Regions from separate parts of the Mus musculus genome. Here region 1 is linked to region 2. Evidence: chromatin contacts called from public Hi-C data. All regions are on one chromosome and are shown on one strand. The core of a region is the stretch at or near the end of the contact, and the rest is flanking DNA. Distances in the headings are between cores, read along the strand shown. Region 1 has its middle 88 kb from the start of Prkg1. Region 2 overlaps Prkg1 (protein kinase, cGMP-dependent, type I).

Region 1 (5,184 bases), core at 434-2,933, 220 kb after region 2:
GGCTTGACCAGACCCAAGTTATAGTGTGTGCGGACACAGGCCTTTCTGGACATTCCTACAAATGCAGTTCTCTTGAGGAGGTCAGGCACACATTTGGGAGGGTATCTAAATCACCCCCCATCCTGGAAATGGGGCCTTTTGATACTGTAAGTACTTTCATGTGCACTGCAATTTTAAAAAGATCAGAAGATCTCACAATGCCTAGTTTTCTCCATGCAGACCCACTGTGGATTATCATGCTATACAGTAGAAGAGCCCTGAGACCGGCGTTCTTCCAATGAGCTTTTGGATGCCCTGTCATGTATCTGAGCTCTGTCTCCTAATGTGCACAGAGCTCATGGAAACATAACAAATACTAGAAGCACAGCAGAGTGCCATGGGGTTGTGGACAGGGACAAATAAATTCATATGAGTCTGAGATGTGCATTCTTAAGCTTAATTAGTAGTTCTTATATTCCCATGCCATCAACTAAAAGTCCCTCTGAATGACATCCCTGACTTGGGAACGGGGTGGGGTTGGGGGGGGGGGTCTTGTCTCACTTTGCAGAGGTGAGACTAGCTTGGAGACATTAAACAATATGACTAATATACGATATCAGAAGCTTAAAATCCAGGGCTATGGAATCCCACACCTCCATATCTTGGCCTTTGTATTCATGCATGTGTACTGCCTGGAAGGGAATAATGGAAAGCGTCCTCTAGGTTTTCGTAGGCAACAAGAACACTCTATGATGTGATCCTTGTTAAAGTAGCACTAGCACATTGATTCTCGATACTGTGTGTAGCTGTACTTTGTTTATACTGAAATATTGAAAACTTGACTAGAGAAAATGAAAGAAGGAATAAATGAAAAAAGAAAGGAAAAGAGAAGAGAAGAGAAGAGAAGAGAAGAGAAGAAGGAAGGAAGGAAGGAAGGAAGAAAGAAAGAAAGAAAGAAAGAAAGAAAGAAAGAAAGAAAGAAAGAAAGAAAGAAAGAAAGAGAAAGAAGAGGGAAGGGAGGAAGGAAGGAAGAGAGGGAGGGAGGGAGGGAGAGAAAGAAAAAGAAAGAAAGAAAGAAAGGAAGGAAGGAAGGAAGAAAGAAAGAAAGAAAGAAAGAAAGAAAGAAAGAAAGAAAGAAAGAAAGAAAGGAAGAAAGGGAGAGAGGAAAGGGAGAGAGAAAAGAGGGAAGAACCAAAGAAAGAACTGGTTAAAATCTTGTGAGCTAGCTAGCTGTCTTCAAAGGTTCAGCCATGCAGATGCTGAATCTCTCAGGCAAACTAAACCTGAAAATCCGTGTTTGTTTGGTTCAGAGAGCCCATAGCCACAGAGCAGGCCCTAGCACAGCTCAGTCTGTTTATCTAGGAGCTTCTAGAATTCCTTCCTAGAGTACAAGTTTGTAAAAAGCTGTGGTGAGAGGCAAGAGTATGAAACATGCCCAGAAGGACAGAGACTCTTCCGTGGATGGGACTGAAAATCAAGTAAGTCCTAAATGTGGCCAACGCAGCGTCCCATCCGTGACTCCTGAAATGACTTCTAAAATGGGGTCACAACTACTCCAGAGAGCAGAAGTAGATCCAAGTGTGGGCTGAGAAATATGGCAGGAACACACATGGGTCCATTCCTGGCACGGAGTTAAAAGCACGTTACATATTTGGTGAATGAGGTCAGACACGGTAAACAATGGCAGTCAGTGCTGCGTTTGTTGAATGACTGCTCTGAACAGGGCACTCAGCTAAATCTTTCTCATGCGTGAGCTCATTTAGGCCTGTCAACAACCGTGGGAGGTTTTTTAAACAACTGAAGAGGCCAAAGCTTTGGATATGCTTTCTTGTATGACATCAGTCTAAGAGCACAGAACATGGCTCTTTGATCTCCAAACGACTTCATATGTCTTCCTACATGCTAACGATCAGGCTGCCCTGGGAGAAATGAAATCTAGAATAATATTTGTTCACATAGAAAAACTCAGATGTAATGAAAAATTAGTCTCTAAACTGCAAGCAGGCACTGGGAACTCTCAAAGGTACAAGCTTAAAGGTAACTAGAGATAGGGATACACGCCAGAGCATTCAGTAAGAGCGTTCTTCCCCATGGCTGTCAGGTACGGAGACAGGCATCTACTGTGCTGTGGGGATAGCTGCATGGCCCCTAGTTCTTTCTGCAATCCTGCAATGCCACTGGTTGGCAATTCAGAGCATGCCTGCACACATAGATAATGAGAGGACAGAAGGACAAAGCTGGAAAATAAGGAACCAAGCAAGAAAGTGCAACTATCCACAGTGTGGCTGCAGTCATGTCCCAGCTATGCAGGACATGCTCTCTAAGCAACCCTTCCGGCACTTCTGTGTCCTTCCTAAATCTGACGCAAGCAGTCCCTCAGCATCCCTGCTTTACTGCTATCCCTCATAAGCAATGTGTGGCAATAATTCCTTTAAGCCTCTAGTCTTCGAGAAGCAGCTTTTCTAGAATCTTCTAGAGTTAGAGGGGTGTACAACTGGCAATGAGCAGTCCATGTAATTTGCATCACTAAGTCAAACTGTATATGTGTATAAACATATCCATGTATGTGTATATGTATATGTGTGTATATATATATATATATTTATATGTACGCATTTACATTTTATTAGGACACGGTTACAGCACCTTATCTTGTCATCTCTGCTTGTCCTGTTTCAGTTTACACACACCTCCTCTCCCTTGGTTCACTTAGTGTTATGTTTAAGATACTTTTCAAAGGGGTGAGTATAGGAGACATAAGGGACTTGCCATCTAACCACAGATCAGTCACTAACAAGCGTCTGTGGTTGGCACATCAGATTCCTTTAAAACCTCCAGATCTCCCGTTTGTTTGTCACAATGTTTGTTTGTTAATCCACAAGGGTGAACAGGATATTTCCTAAAATCGATTCTGGGCAGTAGTGACTTCCAAAAGCAAATTGTTGGGGAAGCCTTCTGCCCCTGTAAAGGTTTTCTTACGGGAGAGCTAGTGATCCACTGAGAGCTTTATGCTTACCATGAATTCACACACAGCCCTGGCCCATATCTGCACATGAAGCTTACAGGAAACGCCATCCATGTCTTTGCAAAAGAGTCAAAATCAACTTCAAGGAAACAAGTAGTTTATGTAAAGTCACACAATCTGTGTGTGAAAGAATTCTCCAAGCCTGTGAACATCAAGGCCATTAGTGTGTTGGTCACTATCTACTTCTGGATTAGACTGAGTTGAAATTTCTCTTCTGCCTACCCTCTCAAGGTTTCTTTCCCTTATTTTAATTTTATTGGAAAGAGGAGATTAAAATCCATGCATAAAAGCACTTGTCTCCAATACTAACAACCAGCCTTTTAAATCTGGGACCCACATGATAGAAGAAGAGAGCTAACCCTCTCCCATAAACTGTCCTCTGACCTCCATATGTGTACCATGTCACACGCGTGCTGAAATATAACACACACATTTTTATAATACAAATAAATAAATGCAATTTTTCAGAAATCCAAGTAAAACTCATAAAATCATTCATATTATTGGATTCTCGTTCAAATAAGTACTAGTAAGCATACCTCTCACCAACTCTAGATCAATATCTCAACATTGACAGAGAGAGAAAAACAAAACAAAACAAAACAAAACAAAACAGAGAGAGATGGGGGAAAGGAGGAGAGGCTGTAATGGAAATCTTAGCCTATAAAAAGTAAAATCTGCTCTGTGACTCCAATACCATATATGTCCAAATCTTCCCACCAGTCTTAAAAAAAAAAAAAAAAAAAAAAGAAAGAAAATGTAGCAGAGAGACTTGGAATTTGTTATTTTCCCAAGTGGGAGAGCAAGTTCCTCAGAGTCCTTCAAGTATCAAAGTTTTATTCTAATGCAAAGAAAAACAAATCATTGCGATCCCTGCAGAACGCCTTTGTTATATGAGCAGTAGACGCATACAACTTCAGCCTTACTTTCAAAGCCACATCTTGGGGCCTGGGGATTTTTCCTCAATTTACAAAACCGCATAGAAAGGCATCGATGCTACATGGATTTGTAAATCTGAAAAATAGAGGGACGCGTAAATCGTGTCGCTTTAAGGAGTGTGTGTTCTTGTGACCATAAGTCAACAGGAAAATACATCAGACATTCACCTTGCTTCTAAGATTGTTACGTAACCGATGTCTTTTTGAGAGAACTGTCTTTAATGTTGTAAAGCTTATGTTCTGTGGAGCTACTAGCATACCTTTTCCTTTGAGTAGACAAAGACATAGATATTTTTCTCACACACCGAGCATACATACTCTCAAAGGAATTTAAAGAGTTGAGCTGAACATTTACCTTTTTTTTTTTGACTTGCCACTCTCACCTTTTGGCATTCATCCCATCTATAAATAAGTGACATTTCAAAAGCTGCCTGCAAGAATATGAGTTCCATCATTTCTACTGCTTGCAGCAATAACCATGAAAGTAAACAGAAGCTGTCAACTGAGTTGAGGTATGTAAACAGAAGGGGATCATCTATGGATCTGAGAAAGACGGGTAAGGTCTGATCTGCCCAAAAGCTTGGATTCTATAATTAATCAGAAAAGGAGTAGTTTACCAAGGAATGTGAAGGAATAACTGTACTTTAGGGAAGGAAACCAACCACAACTCTGTAACAGAGAGTTCTCTTTCTATACAAAGGTTTGCACAAGCATGCCTAAGTTCAACATTGACTCTCTACTGTAGGAGGACTGGGAAGGACTCGGAGAATAAGGCTAGTTTTGGATAGTTCTATTGTCTGGCAACCAGCACGAATTGCTTGGACAATGAAGCAAGCACGGAAAAAAAGATAAATCCAAAGATTAAAACCGAAAGGTTTGAAGCCTCTGCCCGTAGTTATCGAGAGGGCATACTGACATTCTCATCTTGGTATCTATGGCACAGCACTGCACAGAGGAAATGTCTTTCCCTCTCTAATTGCTTTAGTGTCTGAATGGCCCCAGTGTTGCTAGCCTACCCTGTCTGTCGTGAGTGCACTGCCTTTCTGGTATCCAGAAGACCGACAGGAAGGCCAGATAACCAGACACTGTCAAGGCAGCAAACCTCAAAGCCTGCTGTTATACTTCAGGAATTTTCCCTGCAGAGATGAGAGAGAGAGAGAGAGAGAGAGAGAGAGAGAGAGAGAGAGAGAGAGAGAGAGAGAGAGAGAGGGAGAGGTGGGTGGGGAGGAGACTGCTGCTGGC
Region 2 (5,192 bases), core at 128-2,627:
CTTCTTAGGGATCTTGACACAGAGATTGAAAAGCCCCCTAGGTCTATGAAAAAGGAAAGGAAAGGAAAGGAAAGGAAAGGAAAGGAAAGGAAAGGAAAGGAAAGGAAAGGAAAGGAAAGAAAAGAAAAGAAAAGAAAAGAAAAGAAAAGAAAAAAAGAAAAAGAAAAGAAAAAAGAAAAGAAAAAAGAAAAGAAAAGAAAGCTCAGTTACAGCTACATTTCCAGTCTGGACTCACTAGTACTTGTTCTGTCCTCACCAGTTTCTCATCTGTAGAGTGTGACTAATGACAACTGATGTCTATCTGCAGCAGAACAGCTATGTGGTGAGCGAGATAGAGAGATATTCTCACTATAAATATTGTTCTGTTGAGTATGATCTTACCAAAGGAATAAGACAAGTGTACACTAGAATGCAGGGGGCAGAAAGGTTAGTAAGCATTGGAATTCTTTTCCAGTAGATGTACAGGAAGGTGAAGGAACACAGGAATGGACACACAGAGGCAAGCTGCTCAGATACTCAGGATGAGATACTGTTGCAGTGAGTCACAGGAGGACCAAACAGCAGGTCACTTTTTATCTTCCTGTCACTCTCAGGAAATGCCAAAAAGTAAAAATAAAAAGACAGCAACAACAGCTTTTCCATGCACTCGGTCAGCAGCAGCTACCTCAACAGGAAACTCTTCTAATGGTTACAGACTCCAACGGTTCATCAGAAATAGTACAACTGTGTAGGAAAGCAGAGGTGGGGCTGCCAACTTCATCCATCCTAAGAGAAGTACATCACCAAGAAACGCCAAAGCAAGAGAGAAAAAAGTTTTATTTTGTTTGTTTTAGATAGCAAAATAGCTCCTCGTTTCTTGTTTCCTCTCTAAGTCCAACCATAAAAGAATGAAGTACACAGATCGTCACATATAGGACCCAGGGGAAAAGATCACCTGGCTAGCCACAAGCTTTCATGTGGTACTGTGCACCAGCAAGAAAACAGGGTAAGGCAATATTCAAAATAGATCCTTCCTTCAAAGAGTTAAGACTAGCTTTAAAAGAACTCTCCAAAGTTCACTTTGCAAATATTAGGAAACTTGCATCATCTTGATTATCCTTTAAGAAAGTACTGCTTTATAATTGGGGAACCATAGGGCCCATAGAATTTAAAGGATTTTTACAAAAAAAAAAAAAAAGTAAAACTTGCAGTTAACAGAAGTAGCATTGAAGCCCAGGTCTTCTGAGTCAATGTCTTCCTATAATACTAACCACTGGACTTGCTGATAGTGCTTTTCATTTATTTATTTATTTTCCTTAAAGCATTGCCACATCTCCTGCTGTGCCCTTGGTTGCCTAGAAAATTTCATTCAGGCTTCACATTTTCTCTTGGCCGTTAGTCAGAAAACAGTCCGGATAAGGCTCTGTCATAAATCACCGCCGGCCTCACAGCACAGCATTACACTTTCAGGAAATGCCAAAAAGTAAAAATAAAAGAAGCAACAATACTTTTTCCATGCACAAAGCCAGCAGCAGCTACCTCAACAGCAGTGGCAGCTTCTACAGAAAGAAGGGCTGCAGAACCGGATGGGATGGAGATGAAAACCTAAGAAGGAAGGTTCGTTCGCCTCTCTCAGCTCATGAATGTGACTGTTGACAAAAAGCAGGCAATAAGTTTAAATTTACACATAATTATTCCACAATGAATTGAACACGACATTGAAACTGCATCCCATCCCATTAAATTCATTCAGTATTTTTTAAAAAGTTATAAATCTGAGTGTGTGAGTGTGTGTGTGTGTGTGTGTGTGTGTGTGTGTGTGTGTGTGTGTGTGTGTGAGTATGCACACATATGTAGAACTCTGCACACGTACACAGTGGTACATGCATGTGGTGGCCAGAGACTAACTAGCCAGCAACTCCCCACATTTGTATCTTTCTCTGCTTCCCGCACAGCACGAGTGCTCATGCATGCCCCTGTGTCTGTGTTGTGTGCCCTCACAGCACGAATACTTGTGCATGCCCCTGTGTCTGTGTTGTGTGCCCTCACAGCACGAATGCTTGTGCATGCCCCTGTGTCTGTGGTTTGTGCCTGATGGGGATCACAGGCAGGTCTGCATGCTTGCACAGCATGTACTTTGCTGACTGAGTCACACCACCCCTGGCAACAGTGTTTGCATTTTTTTGGAGAGAATGCTGACATTCGCTTTCTTCAGCGCAGTAATTCTACTCTGGGAAAGCATTAAGAGGTCACCACTTAGACAAACCCAGTTGCTGTTCTCTCTCCTTCCCTTCTTGCTCTCTGGATCCAATTACACTCCAAGACTCTTCAACTCTGCTTCTGAGATATCCCTCCTCATCCCATACCCAGCACCATTGTGGAATGCCACTTTTTCTCATCTCTCTGTTAAGCTTGCTGCTCCTTTCCGCTTTTATTTCCCACAACTAATCTCCCTTCTTGGTAGCAAGTCTGTTATCAGCTGAGGTAGTTTCAACAGAATTAAGGTGATGTTTGGAAACAGACACTGGCCTTTAAGTTTAGAGCAAGCACCTTTCCTAGCTTTCAAAGTATACCATAGCATGGTGTGATGATAACTGTCCATTTCCCAGCACATAAAACGGGCTTGTTGTAATTCTCAAACAAACCTTAAATCGTTTTGTTTCAAAGATTTTCTATCCCTTCTATAATACAACTGAAGAATTTCTTCTGGAAAGTCCCAAGCACTATCGTCATATGTCTTTCAAAATTACACTATGCTCTCCTTTAATTTATAAGCTTGACCCACTGATCTTATTAATTTTGCCTTCTTTGAGAAGATTGTATGTCTTCTAAGTAAGTCTAGGCTATCTGCAGGAGAGGTGATTCTGTGCTAATGCTCTGACCACTGTCTGTATATGTAGTAGATACCTTTTCTGGAGAAAGAGCATGAAACACTGATTTTGTGGTCTCAGGAGAAAGTGTATCTATAGGAGAGTAAGGGAAAGAACTTCACAACAGCAGAGAGAGCCAGACATAGAGGCAGCTTCAAGAGAAATATGTCCTGAGTCTACTTCTATGTCAGGAAATAGATTAGTCTCTAGAGTATAGGCTATCCCACAGAGATTTTTCCCCTCCCTCCCTCCCTCCCTCCCTCCCTCCCTCCCTCCCTCCCTCCCTCCCTCCCTCCCTCCCTCCTTCCTTCCTTCCTTCCTTCCTTCCTTCCTTCCTTCCTTCCTTCCTTCCCTCTCTTCCTTCCTCCCAGATAATTTGCCATCAGCCACTTTGCAAAATATATGAAACTCCCCAAGTCTTTCTGGACTCTGCATCTTTATTAGCCAGAGGCAGCACATGAGGAGCAACCATAATCATAATTTATAAACAAATAGTAGCTCCAAGAACTGGGTAACGGGGGGCACCCATCCAAAGGATTCTAGAGAAGGTGTCACCAACACCATCTATGGAATCTCTTATGACACTTCGTTTAACTCTTAGCCAGTACAATAATACACACTCAGTAAATCTGTTCAAAAGAAACGACTGCAGAAATAGCTCCATTATCCTACTTGAAGCATCTCAGTATGTTCTTACATAAAGCAACCTGTTCACTTACTATCTATCAGGTTCAGTTGCTATAACAACGCTTATAAACACCATATATATATGTGTGTGTGTGTGTGTGTGTGTGTATATATGTATATATATATATATATATATATATATATATATATATATATATATATATATATATATATAGTGCATGGTTGTGGGGGGTGAATGTCTGAGATGAGGTTGATGTCTACTAGTAATCATCCAAGTGGTTTGCAGCTACTGATAACTGCCCACAGCTTCTCGCTGTATTGTGGCCTTTATTATATTGTGATACTCAGGAAGAAAGGATCCTTTTCAGACTTTTCCCCTAAAGTAACCAAAATTATCCTGGAAGGTTCTACCCTATGAGACCTAGCTATATCTGAAAAGAACCCCCTTTCAATATCTTCACACTGGGGATTATATGTCAACACAAACACTTAGCAACACTTACTCCTAGCATATAAGAAAGAAAGGGAATGAGTGGTCATGCTGCATTTCTTGGATAAAGTATTTCACTACAAAGTCTGAACAAATGTATTTAATTATAATTTAATTCATACCCATAGAAAAATTTGAATCATTTATCATGGTTAGCGATTTAAGGTGAGAATATTGGGAGCAATTTCTAGTGAATGAAACCATTTTGTTCCTAATGAGAGAATGGCTTCTAGCAGCTCATCAGGCTACTGATTATAGCAATAAATACTTACAAAGGGAACCAAATATTTCTTCACAAAGCCCAAGAGACTCCCTTGGCTGTATTTAATCACTTGTGGTGTTGAGGTCTTCTTTAGATCAATGAGAAACAAATGAACAATGATATCTCAGTGGACAGCACACAGAACCTGTTAGGACCATTGTCCAATTGCCTTGTGTTTAAGTAGATGTTTCGGATAAAAGTCAGTATGGTGGATGACTCCTGAGTAATAATATTGAAACTTAACATCTGGACTAAAAAAGAAAACACACACACACACACACACACACACACACACACACACACACACCACATTCATACCCTCCCACACATGTGTGCCCCATACCACATGAGCACACACATAAACAGAACAAAGCACTGCAAATGGATACTATATTCAGAAGAACAAATGGTCCTATCTTGATGCCTAATATTCGGTGAGCACAGGAGCAGAAAGATGCAACTCCTTGCTAACACAGGCATATTGAAGGTGTTAATTGGGGAGCTTATTAATTCAGTAAAAGAAGACTGGTGGAAAAAAGATTTCAGAAGATGGAAAGAACCCCCATGCTCATGGATTGGCAGGATTAATATAGTAAAAATGGCCATCTTGCTGAAAGCAATCTACAGATTCAATGCAATCTCCATCAAAATTCAAAATCAAATTCTTCATAGAATTAGAAAGAGCAATTTCCAAATTCATCTGGAATAACAAAAAACCCAGGATAGCGAAAACTATTCTCAACAATAAAAGAACTTTTGGGGGAATCACCATCCCTGACCTCAAGCTGTACTACAGAGCAATTGTGATAAAAACTGCATGATATTGTTACAGTGACAGACAGGTAGATCAAATAAATAGAATTAAAGACCGAGAAATGAACTCACACACCTATGATCACTTGAACTTTGACAAAGTAGTGAAAACCATCCAGTGGAAAAAAGA

The links. A called contact is a pair of places that touch in the nucleus more often than the background predicts.
Region 1: a contact with region 2 is called in a Hi-C map of embryonic fibroblasts, with 3 times the contacts expected there. A contact is called at or near these places in 1 of 39 promoter capture datasets (stem cell-derived epiblast-like cells), 4 of 484 Hi-C or Micro-C datasets (adipose-derived mesenchymal stem cells and embryonic fibroblasts) and 1 of 9 other capture datasets (embryonic stem cells).

The regions. Positions count from the first base shown.
Region 1 is chr19:31,749,863-31,755,046 of GRCm38.p6, forward strand. It overlaps a transcript of Prkg1 not described here. Among named protein-coding and RNA genes, the nearest start is that of Prkg1, 88 kb to the left of the region's middle.
Region 2 is chr19:31,529,429-31,534,620 of GRCm38.p6, forward strand. The region is part of intron 2 of Prkg1 (protein kinase, cGMP-dependent, type I); the gene reads right to left. Among named protein-coding and RNA genes, the nearest start is that of Prkg1, 130 kb to the right of the region's middle.